Linked DNA regions of Mus musculus: region 1 is linked to region 2. Evidence: chromatin contacts called from public Hi-C data. All regions are on one chromosome and are shown on one strand. The core of a region is the stretch at or near the end of the contact, and the rest is flanking DNA. Distances in the headings are between cores, read along the strand shown.

Evidence for each region. A called contact is a pair of places that touch in the nucleus more often than the background predicts.
Region 1: a contact with region 2 is called in a Hi-C map of CD4 T cells, with 2.8 times the contacts expected there. The contact joins two enhancer-like sites. A contact is called at or near these places in 1 of 484 Hi-C or Micro-C datasets (CD4 T cells) and 2 of 115 datasets of contacts at active chromatin or transcription factors (bone marrow-derived macrophages and effector CD8 T cells).

Annotation. Positions count from the first base shown.
Region 1 is chr5:65,722,865-65,729,152 of GRCm38.p6, forward strand. No RefSeq gene overlaps it. Among named protein-coding and RNA genes, the nearest start is that of Pds5a, 28 kb to the left of the region's middle. Within about 2 kb of position 2,082, at least 335 of the 459 cell types and tissues checked have an H3K27ac peak or open chromatin away from gene starts, as enhancers often do.
Region 2 is chr5:65,109,608-65,115,405 of GRCm38.p6, forward strand. It overlaps a transcript of Klhl5 not described here. Among named protein-coding and RNA genes, the nearest start is that of Klhl5, 19 kb to the right of the region's middle. Within about 2 kb of position 3,949, at least 26 of the 459 cell types and tissues checked have an H3K27ac peak or open chromatin away from gene starts, as enhancers often do.

The DNA.
Region 1 (6,288 bases), core at 832-3,331, 610 kb after region 2:
TCACTACTGTAGCCCGGACTCTCTGCGGATTCCTTCCCTGTCGCTTTTCTTTCTTTCTCTGTTCCTTCTCCTCTTCTGTCTCCCCTTTATGGTTGACTTTCTCAGCAACCTGCACTAAATCCCTCAAGAGCTTATCCTGTCATCCCTCTAGCCTCTGAAGCTTTTTCCTGTTGTCTCTTCTAGCCTGGTCTATAAAAGCCATTGTCACAGTAGCTTTGTGACAAAGATGCTGCTGGGGTCATAGGGTGCAAATTAGCGAATGCCCCCATGAGCTGCTCTAGAAAGGTTGTGGGCAACTCATCTGGTCTCTGCTTAACCTCATGTACCCTGGTCAAATTTGTGGGTCATCATGCAGCCCCTGAGACCTGCCAGTGGAGTCTGGTGGTGGATCTTTGGGCGCCCCTTACCTTTTGCCATATTGAAGTCCCAGTCAGGTCTAGTCAGGGAAAGCCCACTGTCCACGACAGCCTGGTCAATCGATGGTGCCCTCATGTCTGAGGGGGTATTCATTCTGGCTTCTGGCTTCCTTGCATTATAAATAAAACAGTCTCAAAGAGATTAACTGGCCCTTTGAAAAAGGGGGTGGGGGTGGGGGTGGGGGTTAGGCCTTCCAATTGTACAAGTTGGCCAAAGAGAAGGGCCAATATTGCATAGCCTGGTTGCCCTTTTTCAGAGGCCCATGTGCCCTTAATGGGAGAGCCACCATGGTATCAGGGGAGGTGGTTCTCAGGTCTCCTCCTGATCCTCCCTCCAGTAAAAGGGGGTGCAATGGCCTTGGTCTCATATGGGCTGAGGATCCCAGAAATGGTACTGGCACTGGTGAGGCCTTGGGGGCGAGGGTAGGGAGATTTGGAGGAGGAGGGTCTTAGAGTAACAGGTCCGCTGTTGAAGGATCTTGGAGGATCAAAATTTTAGGTCCGGATCCCTCCTCCTGCTCTTCCTTCTTCCTGATGGTCAGAACCTGTGAGGTGGCTCTTGAGAAAGAAAGGCTTTTATCTAGGTGTGTGTGTGGGGGGAGGGCTCCTCCACTAGATTCTTCTAGGTAACTATAAAGGGCCCTTGGTCCGGGTGCCTGAAGGATCCTGGCCTAAAGACTCTCTCCTCTACTGCTTTGATCACCTGCAAGTCAAAAAGTCCCTACAAGTGGGTCATGCAGAGAAGCAAAGAGTAACTAACTTGTCTTTTAGTCTGTCCAATATCCAAAAAAATGTCATCAGTCTAAGTCCAAGAACACAGAACAAAGTACTAACAAACACAAACTGTATCTGCCTCCTGAGTGCCAGGGGGAATCTGTGAGTTCCAGGCCAGCCTGGTCTACAGAGTGAATTTCGGGACTGAGGATGTAGCTCAGTGGCAGATCATTTACCTAGCATCTCTGAGGTACTAAGTTTAATTCCCAACACCACAAAAACAGACTAAAGAAAACTGATAGACCACATTTACACCTAATGAGATACAGTACCTAGTCTCTAGAGTGAGCAAGCTACTGAGATACAGGTAGACAGCAAGAGATGGATAGTGATAGGCTCCCTGGCGCCTCATAGACACCGCCCCCCTCGCCCCGCCCCGCCCCCTCCCCGGGAGTAAAATTACGGCTCAACAGGGAACCGAGAAAGAACTGAAAAAACCGGCCGGAAGGCAGTCCAGTTCTCTTGAAGCTGCTTCCTCCTTGTTTTTTAAAGAGACCTCCAGAAACTCTGTCATTCCCCCTAACCCCCGCCCCCATCTCCACCCCCAAGCACCTACTTCCTGCACAAAATAGGAATGAGACTGGGTGGGAAGATCCTGGAGGCGCTCAGGGCTTTGGGTTGTTCTAGTCTGCTGAATCTCCATTGCCAGTGAGAGATCTTTGCATCTTCGGTGGGACTCCACCCCCCTGCTCCCCCAACACGTACATTCACACAGCCACCCTCGTGCTGTAGGCGGGACACCCCCAACACACATTCACACAGCCACCCTCGTGCTGTAGGCGGGACTCCCCCCACCCCCAACACACATTCACACAGCCACCCTCGTGCTGTTTAGCCTGAATAGCCGGAGGAAATTGTTCTCTCTTTCCAATGCAATAGGCAGGCCAGATCTCAAGACCGACCTCTACCGGTAACTGGTAACCGCCCTTTGCTTCTAGATCTGTAACCAGATTCAAGTCCCAGCAGGCCTCTAAAAGTGAGGTAGCAACTGAAACCTGTGAAGAGGTATACTGGGCTAGAAAGAATTGTTTGAATAGACACGTTTATACCATCAGAGATCCAGGGAACGTGTGTGAGAAAGGCTTTTAGAGATGTTGGGTAACGGTGAAAAAAAAAAACAAAAAAAAAAAACATAAACCCGAATCTGGCTAGTTTAAATACCAACCTACTAAGTGATTCTAAGGTTAATAGTGTCACCATGGGAGTTCCAAAAGTCATTACTGGTGGGCCCAGAAGCTCATGTTCTCAGGAGAGAGTTTGAGGCCAGCCTGGGTATTGGGAGTCTGCTATGTTCCAACCATAGACTGCCATGTTTGTGTCTTTCCACAATGTCAGAATTTATTGACTAACAATACATTTACAAGCTACAGCGATTTTGTTGCCTGAAATTTTCCACGTTGTTTCTATTCCCCTTGATAAATGATTAACAAGCACAAGTTTGTTTTTTTTTCCCCTAATCTATTTGTAGTTTTAATTTTGTGTGTGGTATTACATATGTATGTGTGTGGAGGCCTGAAGTTAGTTAATTACTTTCTACCATTAAAATTTTGGGGGTGGGAGGATGGGGCTGGATGGCTGGCTCAGTGATTAAGAGAACTTGTTGCTCCTGCAGAGGATCTGTGTTCAATTAGAGCACCTACGTGTTGCCTCACAACCATCTGTAACTTTAAATTCAGGAGATCTAATGGGCCCACGGAGCACCAGACACACACTTGGTATGTGTACATATGTGCAGGCAAAACACATACACATAAAATAAATCTTAAAGAATTAAAATATTTATTATTTTTAATTAGGTATATGTATATGTATCTATACATAGGTATGTGCGTGAGTATGGGGTTCCACTGGGTATTAGATTTCATACAGATAGAATTACAGGTGATTGTGAGCTGTCTAATGGGGAGGCTGAGAAATGAGCAATATTCACTCTTTACTACTGAGCCATCTATTCAAACCCTCCCTATTAATTTATTTACTTATTTTTGAGATAGGATCTCAATACATATACATATACATACACATACACATATACATATACATCCCTGCTGGCCTAGAACTTGCTATGTAGACCAAGCTGGCCTTGAACTTGCAGAGATCTGACTGCCTCTGTTTGTCCAGGGTTAGCATTAAAGGCATATTCTCTCATGCCTGGGCAGTCACCTTTATTTTTTAAGATAAGGTCTTAGTTAGAGTTTTCTATGCTGTGATAGAACACTATAGCCAAAATCAATGTGAGGAAATGACTTATATGGCTTATACTTCTATCACAGTCCATTGTCTAAGAAGGTCAGGACAGGATTAAATAGGGTGGGAACCTGGAGGCAGGAGCTGATGCAAAGGCCATGGAGGAGTGCTACTTAATGGCTTATTCTTTTTTTGTTGTTTTGTTTTTTTGTTTTGTTTTTTGAGACAGGGTTTCTCTGTATAGCCCTGGCTGTCCTGGAACTCACTCTGTAGACCAGGCTGGCCTTGAACTCAGAAATCTGCCTGCCTCTGCCTCCCAAGTGCTGGGATTAAAGGCATGCGCCACCACCGCCCAGCTTAATGACTTACTCTTTTTTTTTTTAAGATTTATTTATTATTATACATAAGTACACTCTAGCTGTCTTCAGACACACCAGAAGAGGGCGTCAGATCTCATTACAGGTGGTTGTGAGCCACCATGTGGTTGCTGGGATTTGAACTCAGGACCTCTGGAAGAACAGTCAGTGCTCTTACTTGCTGAGCCATCTCACCAGCCCTTAATGACTTACTCTTGTGGCTCATTTTGCCTGCTTTTTTGTAGCACCGAGAACCACCAGCCCAGGGGTGGCACTATTCATGGTGAGCTAGACCCTCCCACATCAATAATCAATTAAGAAAATGTAGCACAGGCTTGCCCACATGCCAATCTGGTGGATAGATTTTTTTTTCCTTTTCTTTCTTCCTTTCTGTTTTGAGGGTTTGAGGGAGTTGAGACAGGGCTTCTCTATGTAGTCCTGGCTGTTCTAGAACTTGCTCTGTAGACCAGGCTGGCCTCAAACTCAGAAATCCACCTGCCTCTGCCTCCTGAGTGCTGAGATTAAAGGCATGCGCCTCCACACCAGGCTTGTATCTTGTATGTGTGTTCTGGAGACCCACACTCAGGTTCTTTTGCTTGTGTGGCAGGTACTTCTCCCACTGAGCCATCTCCCAATCCCTTTTCTCCCAATCTTTCTTCTTCTTCTTCTTCTTCTTCTTCTTCTTCTTCTTCTTCTTCTTCTTCTTCTTCTTCTTCTTCTTCTTCTTCTTCTTCTTCTTCTTCTTCCCCTTAAATATCTTGTTTCTTTTTCTTTTCTTCTTTTAAAGATTTATTTATTCATTATATATAAGTATACTGCAGCTGTCTTCCAACACACCAGAAGAGGACATCAAATTTCATTACAGATGGTTGTGAGCCACCATGTGGTTTCTGGGATTTAAACTCAGGACCCCTGGAAGAGCAGTCAGTGCGCTCAACTGCTGAGCCATCTCTCCAGCCCCTTTTCTTTCTTTCTTTCTTTCTTTCTTTCTTTCTTTCTTTCTTTCTTTCTTTTTTTTTTTTTTTTTTTTTTTTGAGACAGGGTTTTTCTGTAGCCCTGGCTGTCCTGGAACTCACTCTGTAGACCAGGCTGGCCTCAAACTCAGAAATCCGCCTGCCTCTGCCTCCCGAGTGCTGGGATTAAAGGTGTGTGCCACCATGCCCGGCTTCTTCTCCCAATCTTAGCCACTAATATTAACTCTCATCCCACACATTACATACCACATGGTAATTAAATTTGTATATATATATGCCAGTTACAAGGGTTAAAGAGGCCACAGTAAAGTTCAAGGAGTTCAAAGAGGCTTTATTGTAGGCAAGAGCTGATAGAAATGAGAGGCATCTCAGGCATGGGAGGCTATCAGATAACAAAGACTATTGGGAAGCTGCTGGAGGTCTTGCCACAGAGTACAGGCAGTTACAGGCTGAAGCCAAGACTCAATTTTGAGCTGGGCAGGGTGATGCACACCTTTAATCCCAGCACTTAGGAGACAGAAGCAGGCACATCTCTAAGTTCCAGACCAACTACATAGTAAGTTCCAGGACAGCCAAGACAGCATCATGAGACCTTGTCTCAAAAAATAAACAAGATTCATGAGTGGGTGGAGCTGCTCAAGTGACATGCAGGACTGAGTTCAGGGGGACAAACAAGCAGATATATATATATGGCTGTCTGAATAGGACATGTTAGCAGTGGAGACCAAGCTGAGCTGAAGATATTGGACAGTCAGATCTTGTTCACCAGTCTTCTGCCTATGGGTCCCTTGACAAGACACATACAGCTAAGTAGGGTTCCGCCTGCTTCTGCCTCCCAAGTGCTGGGATTAAAGGTGTGTGCCACCACTGCCTGGCTCTTTTCTTTGATCTTTTAGACTTATTTAATTTTATGTGGATCAGTGTTTTGCTTGTATGTATGTATGTGCATCACATGTGTACCTGGTGTCCAGAGAGTCCAGAAGAGAATCAGACCCCCTGGAACTAGAGTTACAGACAGTTGTGGGTGTCAGGAACCAAACTTGGGTCCTCTACAAGAGCGGCAAGACTTCTTAAACTCAGAGCCACCTCTAGAGAGGTCTAGAGTCCAAGAAATGAAGATATTCTAAAGAGACACTGTATACCTTTCCTTTTGGCTAATAGACTGTTAAAAGAACACTCCCTGAATAATTGGAATGTCTCCAGGAATCTCACGCTGGGAGAAGGGAAAGTCCCTGAAGCCTGGTGATAGCCACGGAGACATTCAGCCTGATACCTTGTCAGGTCACTTTGCCGGAGAGACTGGAGCTGGCAGGCGATGATGATGATCAAGGCCACACCTTGAGGCCACTGCTAAATTATACTTCTTGCCCTCCATTTAAACCTAACCCCGGGCTAGAGAGAGATCTCAGTGGGTAAGGCCACCTGCCAAACCTGGCAACCTGGGTCAGTCACCAGGATGTAAATGGTAGAAGAGATGAACCAGCCCCTAACCAACCTTCAGGTGCACATGTGTTCTCTCTCACAGGTAACAGATATAACAGCAGCGGTGGCCGCAGCTGAGCCAGGCTGACTCCATGACAG
Region 2 (5,798 bases), core at 2,699-5,198:
GAAGAATACATGTTGTGACCGATTCCAAATGTAATAAAGCAGTCCTTTATGGATATTTTCTTACAGCTTGAGAACCGATAAGAACTGGAGAGCAAAGTGTTTGAAGTTAGTGAATTTGGTAAGGGCCAAAATGAAGCTAATCCAGAAGTCAGGGTTTTAACACTGTATACATCAAAGGAAGAGGCTATACACATACTCCGTTAGATGTTCAGCAAGTTGCCTCTTGGACCACATGACCTATAGGCCTTTCCATTCATGCTTCAGAATGTTTACTCTTTGAGAACTAGAATTAGGTTTAGGCAAGTAAAAATCCTTGAATTACTAGTGAATATAAATATGTGATTTGCATGCTATCTTATCACAAACATTATTTGTACTATTAGTTTCCTGTATAACCCTACATTCTGTAGCTATCAAAGATCTCAGAAAACATGCCACAAGTAGAAAGAGCAAAAGAGCTAGATGTGGTGGTCCAGGCCTTTCATCCTAGCATTCTGGAGACAGAGGTATCCAGATTTCTATAAGTTCAAGACCAGCCTGGCCTAAATAGCAAGTTTCAGACCATCCAAGGTAACATAGTGAGATTTGAGACCCTGTCTCAAAACAAAACAAAAAGGAGAGAGAGATCTGGAACAAAACAATAACAGCAACAAATCCAAAAACTATAATTGAACTTATTAGTGTTTGGGGCTATTTCCAGCAAGTTTATGAGCCTTTTGGATCTATATTCTAGTTTATAAGACTAGTGTGGTTATAGCAAACAGTTCATTCGTGGGATATATGCTGAGAATTTACTGGTAGTAAAACAGCCTGAAGGATGCAAATGAGAACAGGAGGCAAGAGTTTGGATTGCCAAGACTCACATCTTATCCAGATAGTCTTCCATCCTAGGTTTCAGAAGTCAGGCAGTGAGGGCTGAGAGGATGAGGAATTGGTTTGAAATTTTATCTGGAGCTGACCTAAGGGAGTACAATACTCCTATACAAACATTTTTTGGTGGGGGCGGGGAGGGGCACCTGTATACAAAATGTTACCGTTCTGAAAAATTGAGAGCCAATGCTATTTATTCTCTTCACCCTGTTTGTGAAAAAAAGATGTTTGCTGAGTATCAAACAGAATAGGTTAGGCTGTGGTCACAGAAGATCCTCACGTCCTAGTGGCTTAAGTCAGCAAAGGTTTATCTCTGTCCTACTGTATGTCTGGTGAGGGTCAGCATGCGAGCTCTGTTTCAGGGGGTCACTTGACCCCAGGCTGTTAGGCTGCATCTCAGCACATTCTTCCACACTTGGGAGGAGAGAGGAAAGGATGTGCTGGGTAATAACAGCACAGTGGCTCTTCAAGGCTCCCATTGGAAGTGACCACATAACTCATAGCTATACCTAACTTCAAAGAAGTAGGGAAATGCTACCTTACCCTGCTCCAGAAGGAAGAGACCTGGCACGGTCTGTGAACAGTCTTAATGACCACTCTACTGAGCAGACTTCATAACCCTGAGAGTCAACACAGGATCTGAATAAGCTGGACCCACCATGGTTTTCAGTCTTCTATTTTAAAAACTGGAAAACAGCATTTCTGTGTGAGTGTGCGTGTTTAGACAGAATTGTGGTAATGAGGATTATAAAGAACATCTTAATTTGAAATGAAATGCTATTGAAAAACCCCACAATTAGATGTACTATTTTGATCAAGTGAGTTTCATTTTGAATTGTATGTCCATTCAATAAACATTTGTTAAATGTGTATAAGGCACTGTTAGGTCTTCTGAAAATAAAATAGTGAATGAGAGATTCTAATGCCAAAAGAAAATTGCTATAATTTGAGTTCTCTCCTTCTTTTTAAGGCGGCATTAACAAATTTTGGAGTGTAACACACACACACACACACACACACACACACACACACACACACAAACACTGTATTCCTCTTTCTTTGTTTTGCTCTTAAGGTTCATTTCCTAACAAGTTATATAAAATTACTTGAACTAGTCTAAGCAACCAGAATGTTTTGTTAGCAGTAATGTAGCTTTGTGTTGATGTCAGAGACCAGAAACCCAGTTGGGCCTCAAGGCCCTTGGCATCGCTGATAGTAAAGAGCAGGGCTGCTTTCTCTGTGTGGTTTCTTTCCAGCTTCTCTCTGCATGTTCATGCCATTGCTCTGATTCTCTATTGACTAGCCTTTCTCTGTTTTGCTCTTACAAGGGCGCTTTAATCTAAGAGTTCACAGGGTTGAAGCTAGAACTTTGGCAGTTTATCCAAGCCTAGCATTTTGTCAATGCACCGTGGAGGTTGGCCTTCTCAGTGGTTCCTGACTGTGGGTCACCAGCGTTTGGGGATGGAATGACCCTTCCTCAGGAGTCACCCAATACCATCTGCATATTGTATATTTACGCTATGATTAATGACAGTAGCAAAATCACAGTTCTGAAGTAGCAGCGAAAATAATTTTATGATTGGGGTCACTGAAACACGAGGAACTGTATTGAAGGGTCACAGCCTTAGGAAGGTTGAGAACCACTTAAAGCTTAAGTGCTCTCACTGTCAGAATTTGGAAATAATGGAGTTGACTCTAAAACAACAACAAAGTCACTGGCAACTTTGTAGATAAGAAGGAGGCCCTGTTCTAGTAGCGTCTGAGAAGTCTGAGATTAAAGAAGTCTGAGACGCCACTTAAAAAAATCTGTGTGATTAGTGTACTGGCTGGTTCTGTGTGTCAAGTTGACACAAGCTGGCGTTATCACAGAGAAAGGAGCCTCCCTTGAGGAAATGCCTCCATGAGATCCTTCTGTAAGGCATTTCCTCAACTAGTGATCAAGCAGGGAGGGCCCACTGTGGGTGGTGCTGGTAGTCCTGGGTTCTATAAGAAAGCAAGCTGAGCAAGCCAGGGGAAGCAAGCCAGTAAGTAGCATTCCTCCATGGCCTCTGCATCAGCTCCTGCTTCCTGGCCTGCTTGAGTTCCTGTCCTGACTTCCTTGGTGATGAACAGCAATGTGGAAAGTGTAAGCTGAATAAACCCTTTCCTCCCCAACTTGCTTTTTGGTCATGCTGTTTGTGCAGGAATAGAAACCCTGACTGAGACAGTTAGCATCAGTGTGCAGGTTGTCCTAGGACAGATGGATTATGATAATCAGGATGAGAAGGGAATCTTGGAGTTGATTTGTAGCTAGTGTATGCACTCTCCACACACAGGCAAATGCCTTTTTTTTTTAAAAAAAAAATCCTTTCATTCATTTCTTCCTCTCCTAAGATATAGGTGACTGAATTGTCTGCCTCTTACCTTCATGTCCTTCAGTCCTTACTCGAGACTCCCTGGCTTCACCTCAAAGCTATTACTGCAGAGAGAAAGTCCATGCTACTAGTCCAGCAGTTCCCTACCAAACAGACTGCTCTCCAGGACAGCTTCTACGTGGACATTTTAGACTTTAACATCCTGTTGTTACATTTCTTCACCGACTTCATTTTTATTCCCAGCAACTTTGTATTTTCTCTTATCATTGTGCGCTCCTCTTCTGTAGCAATGTCTCTTCCCAGACAAAAGGTATCCATAGCTGCACTTCAGTAGGCAGCTAAGGGGTGGGTGTATACGATATCTGGAAGAGCAGATTACCAGAAAAACATGAGGGAGGTGAGGAAAAACTGTGTTTGTTTTAGCAACTAGGTATGGTGGTGCATAGGTGCACTTAGAAGGCTGAAGGCAGAAGGATCAAAGCAAGTTTGACGGAGCCAGCCTGAGCCAAGTAGCAAGTTCCAGATCAGCCAGGGCTCACAGCGAGACCTCATCTATATGAACAGGCATAACTAGCTGTGCATGACAGGTAAGACCCATCAGGGGTGAAGGCTAAAGGAGGGTCTTAGGTGCAGACTGCACAGGATCTTGAGTCTCTGAAATGTCCTTACACATTTGTTGCTGTGTAAAAGCAGGATGGGTGTGGACTCATCTAAACAGTGCGGTGCAGGAAACTACCAGAAGCTTCCTTGTTTAGAAGACAGTCCTACAGTGACGGCAGCTTATCAGCAGGCCTGTGTTGGTGTTCCCGATTGGTAGACGTGATCTTCACAGAAGTCCGTACAAGCAGCTTGTACCATCTGAGTAATATCTCAAAAGAGGCTCAACTAGGGGGGCACCAAAGCCACTAGCTTTAAAACTCCATGTTCCCTCAACACATGACGTCTCTTACAGCTCCATAAACTTAGCTTCCAGGATCGTGGAAAGGATATGAATTATCATAAGAGCCCCCCAAAGCTGGGGTTTCTTTATATGAATCCAAATGCAAACTGAGTAACCTGGGAAGTCATCTTTACTAGGAGTAATGTTACCTTGAATGTAGATAATATACCTAATTCTACAGATTGCCATTGCTGGGACACAGAGCTAAGAGACTTAACTTTAAATGTTCAAGGGGAAAGGTTCGCTAACTTAAATGTCCGTAGTGAGTGTATGAGCTCGTTTGGAAGTATTCAATAGTATTTGTTTTCATTGATTTGATCTATGTGCTTAATTATTTTTAGTTATAGATGAAATATGAGATAGATGAATAGAATGTAAGGTATGATGTTGGCAGGGCAGGTGGGACCTCTAAGACATTAAAAACTCTGAATTCCATGCCAAACAATTTGGCTTTTATGACCGAGTAGGAGATTGAAAATGAATAAGAATTTTAGCTATAATGGTGTAGTCAAGAATCGTCCTTTAGAAGGTGTGATTGCCCTGTGAAGACTAGAGAGGAGAGGCTGGAGAAGGGTTACTTCATTTCTTCCTGTTATTTGTGGAAAGAAGGGCTAATCAATTGTGCATCTTACAGGACCTTAAAATTATGGAGTCTCAGCAGTCCTTCAAAGAGGCTAGACCCAGCTTGTCTTTTCTTTTTTCTTTTTTAATTCATTATATTTTCAAATGTTGGCTTTATTTTAGGTAGTTTTAAGTATTTTTGACAGTTTTGTGCATAAATACACTGTATTGTGATTACATTCACTAGCTAGTCCAAGTTATTTCTTGTCACCCCCAGACCCCATTGGAAGTTGAGAAGACCACCCTGAAGAGACTCTTGTATTTTTGAAATAGTGTTTCTCTGTGTCCTGGAACTCACTCTGTAGACCAGGCTGGCCTCAAACTCAGAGAACAACCGGTCTCTGCCTCCCAAGTGCTGGGATTAAAGGCATGCGCCACCAGTACTCAGATGAAGGGCCTCTTAAGAACATTGAGTTTAGCCTAAGATACATTTAACACTGAGAGATTCTAGTCACTGCTGATGTCCATTGATCTGCCATTTCATTCACTCCCTTGTCCAATTGTGCTTTTAGTTGGAACTATAAAACAGCTTTTTGGTGTTTTTTTTTTTTTAATTGCTATTCTTTTAAGTTTCATGTTAGGGCAAGCCAGGGAGTTGTTGAATGACATTGGCTTAGTTAACATTTGTAGTAACGAACTCATTTGTGATTATGAGCATTTGAAGACTAGTTTCTCTCTCTTTCTCCCCCTCTCCCTCCCCCTCGATCCCTCCCCCTCCTCTCCCCCTCTCACTTCCCCTCTCCCCCTCTCCCTCTCCTTCCCCCTCTCCTTCTCTCCCTCCTCTCCCCCTCTTCCTTCCCCTCTCCCCCTCCCTCTCCTTCTCCCCCTCTCCCCCTCTCCCTCCCCCTCTCCCCCCTCCCTCTCCTTCTCCCTCTCCCTTGCCCCTTCTCTCTCCCTCTCCCCCCCCTCCTTTAAAAAAAATGGACTAAGGCTTAGCATGGCAGTGCAAGCTTTTTGTCCTAGCACTTGGGAGGCAAAAGGATCTTGATGAATTCAAGGCCAGCCCGGTCTAC